Linked DNA regions of Canis lupus: region 1 is linked to region 2. The links are chromatin contacts, called in public Hi-C maps. All regions are on one chromosome and are shown on one strand. The core of a region is the stretch at or near the end of the contact, and the rest is flanking DNA. Distances in the headings are between cores, read along the strand shown.

Region 1 (5,270 bases), core at 353-2,852, 240 kb before region 2:
TCTTTAAAATAATCTATCAACCGATCAATCAATCTACCCCATGAAGAGCCTAATACACGGCTAGCTGATAACACTGATACAAGTCTTGTCCCCAAGATCACCACCACAAAGGGATCCCACTGTACTTTCCTTCCCATCTTAGGCTTGGCTTTGGCGAATAAGTAACTGAAGACTTAAGAGACAGGAGGAGCGAAGGAAACACTACCCACACCACTAAGGCTGCCCTTTCCAATGATTAAATCACTAAAACTCACCACTTCGAATGTCCCTGGAGCCACAATCAAATTGTCAATCACATTGTTGATTTTTGTCACCAGAGAAAGGATAGATGCCTGAAAAACAGCAGGAAACAAAGATACCCTAAAGTGAAAAATTATAAGCAACTTCTCAGAGTTGGGGTATTTTTCCATAACTTTTTGACCTAAAGACGCATCCCTGAATAAAAACATAAATGCACATGGAATCTGTTGATATAATCTTGTGACACTCTCCCTGTACCCACAGTGAGAAATGAGATCAGCTGAGCCTCTGCGGAGTATAGGCTCTGGTAACAGCAACCTGGGTGGGAGGTTTTTAGAGAAATCTCAGGGAGAAAGCCCAAGAAGTAGACCTGTTCAGCAGAATTAGGAGCAAGGTCCTGATTCCTCTTCAGCAAGGCCTCACTGAACGAAGTTTCGTCAGGCGCTGGCTTGACCCGGGGGAAAGCCATCTCACACTAAGGCACAAAGAAACGACATGCTATTTACAAAAAATACTTGTTTTTACTCGTTAAGGTACTCAAACCAGAGTACTTGCTGGAAGGACCAGCCATCGTTTAAGTTCTCATTGCGCTACAGAAACAGATACACCAAAGAGGGCATTCATCATCCAGAGCAGAGACCACAGTCCTGTTAGCGCCCACAGGAGCCCCGTGAGCACACGGGCTTTGCAGGCGACCCGAAACCCTGCTGCTTCCTGCCGGCCCGAGCTCCCCGTGAACCCCGCGCACCCGCGGCGAGGCACGGGGTTCCAGGGCACTCGAGGTCAACGAGGGTCAAAAGGAGCTAGTTACTCACCAGATAGAAATCAAATGGAATATGTGGCACAAACGGCCGGAACCTGAAAGAGGAAAAGGGATCCCCGTTACTCCTCAGCCAACTCTCACCGCGAGCGGTGCCTCTGGCTGGCGGGCACTGGGGACCGGCACTCACCCGCCTCCTGGGCCTCCTCGGGACCCGAAGCGCCCGCCGCGCCCTCGTCCTCGGTCACCCCTAGGAAGGCAGACATTCCCGGAGGTCTTCGCTGCGTCCAAGGCACCGCCACCGCGCCGAGCTCCCCGCTCCCAGGGCCCGGGCTCCAACCGCGCGTCCGGGGGACGTACACCCCGGGATTCCCGGAGCCGTCGCCCCAGGTCAAGGCCAGTCCGCCCGCCGCCCGGCCCCCGGCCCCCGGCCTGCCCAATCCTCGGCCCCTGGGCTCCGCCCGCCGCCTTCCCGCCCCGGCCCTTACCTCATGGCGCCCTAAGCCCCGAACAATGGAAGCCACCCTAACCGCCCCTCGCCTCGGAGGAGCAGACACCAGAGACGCGGCTGGCCGGAGCGTCCCAACAAACTCTGGCCCGATTGGCCCCCGCTCTACGCCGCCGCTAACGCCCATTGGCTTATTTTCGCAGACCGGCCTGCAAGCCAATAAGAAGCGCCTGCTGTGTCAGAAATTAGCCAATAAGAACAGATTTCACAGTAACAACCTTTTTTTTTTTTTTTAAGGCAGGCACTAGGTGGCGCGGTGCAAAAATGACTGGACAGAGCTTCGTCTAGGATGCTGAGAGGCTAACGACACCAGTAGCAGAGTGGCGCAGCGGAAGCGTGCTGGGCCCATAACCCAGAGGTCGATGGATCGAAACCATCCTCTGCTATAAGGTGTTACATCTTTTCCTTGGGTGCTGCACGTACTTTTAGTGCTTATAATCACCTTTTCCTCCCTCAAAAATGCAGCCTTTAGAACCGTTTTTGCCAAAATGCAGTGAAGGGGATGGGAAGGGACTTCAGGCAACGCTACACGCCTGGGCGGGGCTCACCGAAGGCGGGAACCTGAGGCAAGAGAAGCTGATCAGACTCCTATCAGACGGAAAGCCCTGATGACAACGGGTTAGACTAGAGGAGAAACCGAGGCAGCCTTTGAAAGACCCTTCAGGGGCACCTGGGTGGCTCAAGGTGTGATGTCGGGGGTCCTTATATGTATTCCCGCATCAAGCTCCTTGCCTGGAGCCTGCTTCTCCCTCTGCCTGTGTCTCTGCCTCTCTCTGTGTGTCTCTCATGAATAAATAAAATCTTAAAAAAAAAAAAAAAAAAGTTCAGAAAAAGCGCTGAGGGGAGGCTGCAGAGGAGGAGGAACCCGAGTCGCCTGGGGAAGGTCTCGCTCCCCCAGGTTCCCCTCCCTCCGCGACCCCCAGGGCACCTGCCCCCCACCCCCGCCAGGTGGCTCCGAGCGCGCATAGGCAGGCGCTCTTTCTCCCGCCCCCGAGTCGCGGGCAGCCGGTCCCTCCCGGGTCCTTTCTCTCCGGCTTCTCCCCTTCTGCACCGGATACGTTTACTTCACTGCCCGCACGTTTTCTACTTTCAGCAGAGATTTGCGGTCTGTGTGCTTCCCCGCTGGTGGACAGTGTAGGGAGGACTCCGCTGCAGCCCCAGGGTCACACGCGGTGGCTGCTGGGTCACCCACTCAGAGACGGCCAAGCAACATGCAGCACCGCAAGCTTTTCCTCTACTTTAACTGAGTGATGGGCTCCGCCGCGCAACCATCACCCAGGTGAGGACAAAGGACTTGTGTCTGCGCTCCTGACCCTCTGCCCGCCCGACGGGCCACCCCAACTCCGATTTCTGTGAGCACAGGTTGGCTGCGTCTGTTCTCAACTTCACAGGAATGTCTGTACTTTCTGTCCAGTTTCTCTTGCTTGACACGGTTCAAGCCCCTCCCACGTGTTTGCATGTATCAGCAATGTGCCGATTTTAGTTAGGAGTAGCATTCCATGACATCAATTCGTCCACTCCCCTGTAGAGTCCCTCTCCCACGTACTGGGCCCCGGGAACACATTTGGGTTGTTTCCACTTGGGAGCCATTATGAATAAAGCCGCTGGGAACATCTGTGTGCAAGAGTCCTGGGGCCAGTTGCGTGCATTTCTCTTGGTAGGTGTGTATGTATACAGAACTTAAATCCTGTATGTATTTTTTTTCTTTCTCTTTTGTTCTTTCTTTCCTGAGTTCAACATGGGGCTCAAACTCAGGAGCCTGAGATCAAAAGTTGGGGCTCCACAGGCATTTAGCCACCCACGTGCCCCATAATTTTCTCTGGATAAGGAACTCTAGCTTGGAAGTTATTTTCTTTCAGCACATTTGCTATATTAGTTTACTATCTTTGGCCTCCATTTTTGCTGTGAAAAAACTTTTTTTTTTTTTTTTGCCAACCTAATGGTTGCTCCTTTTTTTTTGTTTGTTTGTTTTTATTTATGATAGTCACACAGAGAGGGGGGGGGGGCAGAGGGAGAAGCAGGCTCCATGTACCAGGAGCCCGACGTGGGATTCAATCCCAGGTCTCCAGGATGGCGCCCTGGGCCAAAGGCAGGCGCTAAACCGCTGTGCCACCCAGGGATCCCATGGTTGCTCCTTTGAAGGTAATCAGTCATCTTTTTTTCTATTTTAAATATTTTTTAAAGATTTTATTTTTTATTTATTCATGAGAGAGAGAGAGAGAGAGAGAGAGGCAGAGACGGAACAGGAGTCGGATGTGGGACTCAATTCCAGGACCCCAGGGTCATGACCTGAGTCAAAGGCAGAGGCTGAGCCACCCACGCATCCCTATGTTAAAGATTTTGCCTTTGATTTAATTTCCTGCTATTTCACCCTGGTGGGTTCAAATGTGGACGTCCTTTTTAAAAGATATTTTATTTATTTATTTATGAGAGACACAAAGATAGAGAGACAGGCAGAGGGAAAGGCAGGCTCCTTACAGGGAGTTGGATGCGGGACTCAATCTCTGAATCTGGGATCATACCTTGAGCTGAAGGCAGATGCTCAACCTCTGAGCCACCCAGGCACCCCCAAATGTAGACGTTCTTAATCTTGAGATTTGTTGAACTTCTTGAATCTGTGGCTTTATTCCCCACTCCTTCCTGGGTTCCAAATAAAGGTATGTCAGATTTTTTTCACATCATCCTATCTGTCTCTAACACTCTAAACACATTCCTGTTTAATCTGTGCTTCATTTTGGGTAGTTCCTCCATTCTTTCTTCCAGTGCATTACTCGCTCTTCACTTGAGTCTTACTGTTAAACCTATTGATTGATTCTTAATTTTCTTTTTTTTTTTTTAAGATTTTATGTATTTATTCATGAGAGAGAGAAAGGCAGAGACACAGGCAGAGGGAGAAGCAGGCTCCATGCAGGCAGCCCGATGTGGGACTCGATCCCAGGACTCCAGGATCACGCCCTGAGCCAAAGGCAGACGCTCAACCACTGAGCCACCCAGGCGTCCCCAATTGTGTTTTGTTTTGTTTTGTTTTGTTTTTAATTTAGGGCTGTGAATTTTTTTACTTCTGGTTTACCCAATTCCAAGTCTTCCCTCAGGAGGGCAGCTTTCAGGATCCTAAACCCAAATCAGAAGGTGGTTTTCCAGGTTTCTCATTTTGGGGGACATTTGGACTATAATTTTTGTCTCATTTGCCCCACACAGCTCATTTGCTGCCACCAGTTCCAATCTGCAAACAACCCCAAGATAAAAGCAGTCCTACTACTGGTCTCCCCTCTCTGCTTTCCTGTCTTTCATGTTCTTAACACCAATAATTCCTCACTGTCTTATTAGTGCTGTGAGTTTTCAAAGTACTTCATCTAACATTTTCAGTTGTCTTCAGCTCAGGGATTGGGCAAATTGTTCCATTCATTATTGGAAGAGGGGCTCAATTACTAAATTAGTTTTGAATGTAGTCGTTTCTCCTGAGCTCCACTCCACTAATCCAATAGGCCATTGGACACTTCCACTTGGGGATCTATAGGCACCCCCCCACACACCCAATAAACTAAAATTGTTATCACTCCCCAAAAACCTGCTTTTTCAGCTCTTCAGCAGATGGATCGATGTCACATAAACTTCAATTATGTGTGTATTGTCTTTTCTTCTTGATGTCCAATTGATTCTACTTATAAAATATTTCTCTATAGTCAACAATATTATGCACTTAAAAAGTTGTTAAGAGGGGCACCTGGGATGTAGTTAAGCATCTGCCTTTGGCTCAGGTCA
Region 2 (5,140 bases), core at 958-3,457:
CTCCCATTAATTACAGACCCCAACTCGGGGTGGATCCTAGAACCTGGAGAACATGCCTGAGCTGAAATTCATTTTTTTTAAAGATTTTATTTATTTATTTATGAGAGACACAGAGAGGCAGAGACACAGGCAGAGGGAGAAGCAGGCATCATGCAGGGAGCCCGACACGGGACTCGATTCCCAGTCCCCAGGATCATGCCCTGGGCTGAAGGCGGCACTAAGTCACTGAGCCACCCAGGGATCCCCTAAGCTGAAATTCAAAAGTCATTTAACTGACTGAGCCACCCAGGTACCTCAATTTGGTTTTTTTAATATTAATTTTTATGTGTTATTTTTTTTAAAAGATTTTATTTATTTATTCATGAGAATACACAGAGAGAGAGAGAGAGAGAGGCAGAGACAACAGGCAGAGGGAGAAGCAGGCTCCATGCAGGGAGCCTGACGTGGGTATTGATCCTGGGTCTCCAGTATCACGCCCTGGACTGAAGGTGGCGCTAAACCGCTGAGCCACCCGGGCTGCCCCTATGTGTTCCTTTAAAAAAAAAAAAAATTATGGGATCCCTGGGTGGCGCAGCGGTTTGGCGCCTGCCTTTGGCCCAGGGCGCGATCCTGGAGGCCCGGGATCGAATCCCACGTCGGGCTCCCGGTGCATGGAGCCTGCTTCTCCCTCTGCCTGTGTCTCTGCGCCTCTCTCTGTGACTATCATAAAAAAAAAAAAAAAAAAAATTTAAAAAAGAAAAAAAATTATAGAAGATTTTATTTATTCATGAGAGACAGAGATAGCCGTATGTGGGACTTGATCCCTGAACTCCAAGATCACGCCCTGAGCCAAAAGCAAAGCTCAATTGCTGAGCCACCAGGCATCCCTTAATTTTTATTTTTAAATAAGGTCAATGCCCAACGTGGAGCTTGAATTCACAACCCTGAGATCAAAAGCCGCATGTTCCACTAACTGAACCAGCCATGCACCCATCTACTTTAATTTGATGTGTGATCTTAAGCAAGTCATTCTCCTTCTCAGGAATTTGATAAAGCAGACGAAAGAGAAGTCGTACTAGAAGATGATGATGCCAGGACACCTGGGTGGCTCAGCGGTTGAGCACCTGCCTTTGGCCCAGGGCATGATCCTGGAGTCCCAGGATTGAGTCCCACGTCGGGCTCCTCCATGGAGCCTGCCTCTTTCTGCCTATGTCTCTGCGCTCTCTCTCTCTCTCCTTGTCTCTCATAAATAAATAAAAATTTAAAAAAGTGATGCCATTCAGTTCTAATTAATGTAAGCAGATTCTATTTTCCACATAATCATCTCTGCCAACGCAACCTGTAGGAAGCCCCTTGAGGCCTGTGTTGCTCTAGGAAAGATCTCCGCAAGGACAGCTCCAGCTTTCCTTAGAACTCTGCATCAATCCAGGAAGCCTACCTTGTCTCCTCAGTCCTTGGGCAGGAATGCAGGAAGATGAGCAGGAAATCTGAGAAAACCCCAGCAAGATAGCAGAGTGCAAACAATGTGAGCTCAGGCCTCCAAACCCTAGCTCTACTTACGGAATAACCTTGAAAAAGTCATTTCTGTCTTCCAGCTATGACTTCCTATGGAAACTGTGTGAGTAATGTGAGCATACTAATGGTCACTCAATAAATACTAAGTCCTGTTCCTGTCTTTATTCTCAGCACGTGCGCATTTTACGAGAATACCAATTTGAATTCTGGATCCACACCCCAGACTTTCCTGCCTTTTTCCCTGAGAGCAGCTGCACGACTGCATCTCAAGTGAGTTCCTGGCCCGTCGGTGTCCCGGCTCTGTGTCCTCACCGGTCAGGCTGGGGAAACGCTCCTTGCCCCAGGGTCGCGTGGTGTTAAATAGGGGACGCCACTGTCGAGCTCGACAGATGTAGGACATGACATGCAAACAGTAGGACGAATTCCTGCACCAACCTCGGCGGCCGTTATCCTCTGGGCTCCCAGCCCCTGGCTCCTGCCAGTTAGCAGAGTCCTGGGAGCTCCAGTCGGGCCGACAGGTCAGTCAGCCTGGCGGAGGTTGTATCCGCTCCCAGCACCTGCCCTCGGGCTCGCGGATCCTCCCCGGCGGCTGCCCGACCAGTCAGCGCGCAGCCTGCCCCGACACGGCACTCCTATTGGCTCCACGCGCTGCCCCTTAAACCTCTTGCGTCCAATCAAGCTCGAGTGGAAAGAGCTCCTGGGGTGGGGGAGGAGATGCTTGCGCGAGTCTCCAGCGATCCGGTCGCGCGGTTTTCCGGTTTTGTTTTCCAGCCTGTGAGCTGCTTTTGACACCAGTGACGGCCGGCGCTTCGTACGCTGCGGCCACAGTCATCGCCGTCCTTTCCCGAAGAGCCCAACCCCTCAGGAAGATTTGCTGTCGCTAGGAGAAACGGACGCAAAGGGCGGGGCGGCCCGTGCTTTCCTGAAGTCCGGTTGGCGGACGTCCAGGCTCCCAACCCCCCACTTCGCGGTCCAGGGGTCAGGCCGGGGGCGGGGCTTGGCTGGGCAGGTCCAGGATGCGAGATCCTGGAGGGAAGAAAGGCTGCCGGCGGGCTGCAGAGGGGTGGGGAGGGCAGGGCAAGGCAGGGCCGGGGCGGCAGTCGGCCCCCAAGTCTGAAGCGGAGAGAAGGCCCGAGACGAGACCCCCGGTGGCAGGTGAGGAAAGGGTGAAGGGAAGGAGGGGGAATCAGCCGCTCGGTAGGCAGGCCGCCCTCACCTTCCTGCAGCTCTGCCCGCAGAATGGACTTCCGAGCCCCAGGCCTGCTGGACCAGTGGCTGGAGCCCCCAGAAGAGGTCTTCTCGGCAGGGGCCTTCCTGGAGCTGGGGCCCCCCTGCCCCCATGCAGAGGCTCCCGGGACCCCTGAGCAGGGGCTGCCAGGCAATGTGAGTGTGACAGCGCAGGTGGGGCTGGGCTGTCCAGGGCCGCGGCGAATCTGGGTCTGGGGTCAGGTGGCACTCCACAACTCTCTCCTTCTGTAGGGCCTTCAAGAGAGTGAGCCCGAAGATTTTCTGAAGCTTTTCATCGACCCCAATGAAGTGTACTGCTCACAAGCATCTCCTGGCAGTGACAGTGGAATCTCGGAGGACCCTGGCCATCCTGATGGTCCTCGTGCCCCCAAGGCACCCAGTTCCCCTGCTGTCTGTGAGGTTGTCTTTGAGGCAGGGGTTTTGCAGAGGATGGAAGGGCCACCTGGGCGGCTCATCTCTGTCCACCTAGGTCAGTGTTCTTTGTGGGAAGGAGACACTGGCCTTTCAGGTCCAGCCCTAGTCCTTGGGCTAAGGGGTTTCCCCAACCTGTGCCTCTCCGAGGCCCTTCATCTCCTTTCTCCTGGTCACCTGTGTCTCCCTCAGATCAGTGGAACCCACCACTTCCAGTGCCTGAGGCTTGCATGGTCTGCGAGCTGCCCCTTGATGCTCACACTCACACCCTGCCCAGAGCAGGCAGTGTGAACCCAGTGCCTCCTGCCACCCTGGTGAGTCTTCAGTCAGCTGGATCCAGTACTCCCAGGTACAAAGATATGTACCCACACAGGTGGGAAAGGGCTTGAGAGAGGGAGAAACTGATGCTAAACTCTTTGCTCCAATTTTTCATGTCAACGGGCCTGAACATCAAAGTGGCATGAGCAACTTTAAGAGCAGGAAAGGACAAGGGAGACAGAAGCCCTTGGGGGTGTGGTGGTGACGACTCAGTTAAGGAGAAAGTTAGGTCACGGAATCTGGGGATAGGGCCTGGAAGAAAGCCCAGACCTTGTGTGCAGTTTGCTCAGCCACAGCCAGCCATTGTTTCAGCTTTGGGTTAGGACATGAACAGGCTGCCTGGGAATCCAGCCGGCTACGAGAAACAAGGTATAGGAGAAGCAAGTGCCATCATTTCCACTGGAACTGTGCACCACATTGGTTCCTGCAGTGGGAGTGAGCAGGGGTCTTGCTCAGGTCACTGTCAACCAAGAGTCACTGGGAAGAACTGCTTGTGTGTGAAACAGGGAACAGATTCTCAGCTCTCGGCCAGGCTGTGCTTGAAGCTGAGACCAGAGTGGAAGCCAAGCAACTCAGAATCAAGGGACCCTAAAAAGTCTGATATTTCTAGGCTTTCCATCAAAACACTGGGGAATTTGTGGCTTCAGGAGAGCAAGAAGGGATCATCAAGAAAAGGCAAGAAGTCAAGAAATGGTTTGGTTAAAAGCCAAAGACCATCAGGAGTCAAAAGCAAAAACAAATTCCTCTTAAGCGAAAGTGAAGCATAAGTATTTCAAAAAGGAGTATCAGGGCAGCCCCGGTAGCGCAGCGGTTTAGCACTGCCTGCAGCCCGGGGTGTGATCCTGGAGACCCGGGATCAAGTCACACGTCGGGCTCCCTGCATGGAGCTTGCTTCTCCCTCTGCCTGTGTCTCTGCCTCTCTCTCTGAATAAATAAATTAAAAATATTAAAAAAAAAAAAAAAAAAAAGTATCAGAAGGCCAGGTTACTCAGTGGGCAGGCTCAGGTTCCCCAGATGTCGTCTACTTGCTCCACATACTATGTTCCTAGAAGATGTTAAGTTTGCTGGCCATGGGAGTTCTTGGAGACAAGACAGAGCTTCAGTCTCAAAAGTGGAGCCGAGACCCTGAGGGCAAGTGGGCCACTGCCCCCAGGGAGCTCCCTGAGGTTGACCTGATGGAATAACACACTGCCAAGTGGAAGTTAATGGCCAAATGTGAATCATTTGCTTATTGTGAGATTAAGCAAACCCCACCTTAGTGTGTTCCTCCCTGTCTTCAAATACCCTTAAGCTCTGGGGAGGTGCAGACCAGAACAAGCCCTCCTTAGTTTGCTCAGGGTGCCAAATTCCTGAGTCTGGGGGCAGAGGATGTAAGGTCTCCTTTCACAGCTCCAGAAGGTCCCCTGGGCTTGGTCCAGAGCCCGTCTGAATTAAGGTCCCTTCCCTCCGCTCACTTCATGGTTATTTACTCCTAAGTGCAAACGGGAAATTCTCCAAAAGGCATACAGGGGTGTGTGGCCTTGGATGCCAGAAAAGGGAAGACCCTCTCCACCTCTCATCTACCTTCCCTGCTCTCTACTCTACCAGCTGCCTTGTCAAACCGTGTTCCTTACAGAGGAGGAGAAGCGTCTGCTGGGACAGGAAGGGGTTTCCCTGCCCACTCACCTGC

The links. Hi-C and Micro-C count contacts between places; a contact is called where the count stands out from the background.
Region 1: a contact with region 2 is called in a Hi-C map of blood, with 3 times the contacts expected there. The contact joins the promoter of ILF2 here to the promoter of CREB3L4 in region 2. A contact is called at or near these places in 2 of 9 Hi-C or Micro-C datasets (amygdala and blood).

Annotation. Positions count from the first base shown.
Region 1 is chr7:43,388,213-43,393,482 of UU_Cfam_GSD_1.0, reverse strand. It overlaps ILF2 (interleukin enhancer-binding factor 2), which reads right to left and starts at 1,602. Exons shown (of 14, transcript XM_038543297.1): 1 at 1,489-1,602; 2 at 1,191-1,250; 3 at 1,056-1,098; 4 at 611-715; 5 at 255-332. The coding sequence starts at 1,493. TRNAM-CAU (a tRNA gene) reads left to right here and starts at 1,823; the gene lies at 1,823-1,894. It overlaps LOC119872577 (a long non-coding RNA gene), which reads right to left. Exons shown (of 3, transcript XR_005362402.1): 3 at 3,641-4,148.
Region 2 is chr7:43,149,784-43,154,923 of UU_Cfam_GSD_1.0, reverse strand. It overlaps CREB3L4 (cyclic AMP-responsive element-binding protein 3-like protein 4), which reads left to right and starts at 2,207. Exons shown (of 10, transcript XM_038543278.1): 1 at 2,207-2,649; 2 at 2,721-2,877; 3 at 2,974-3,211; 4 at 3,346-3,467; 5 at 5,059-5,140. The coding sequence starts at 2,734.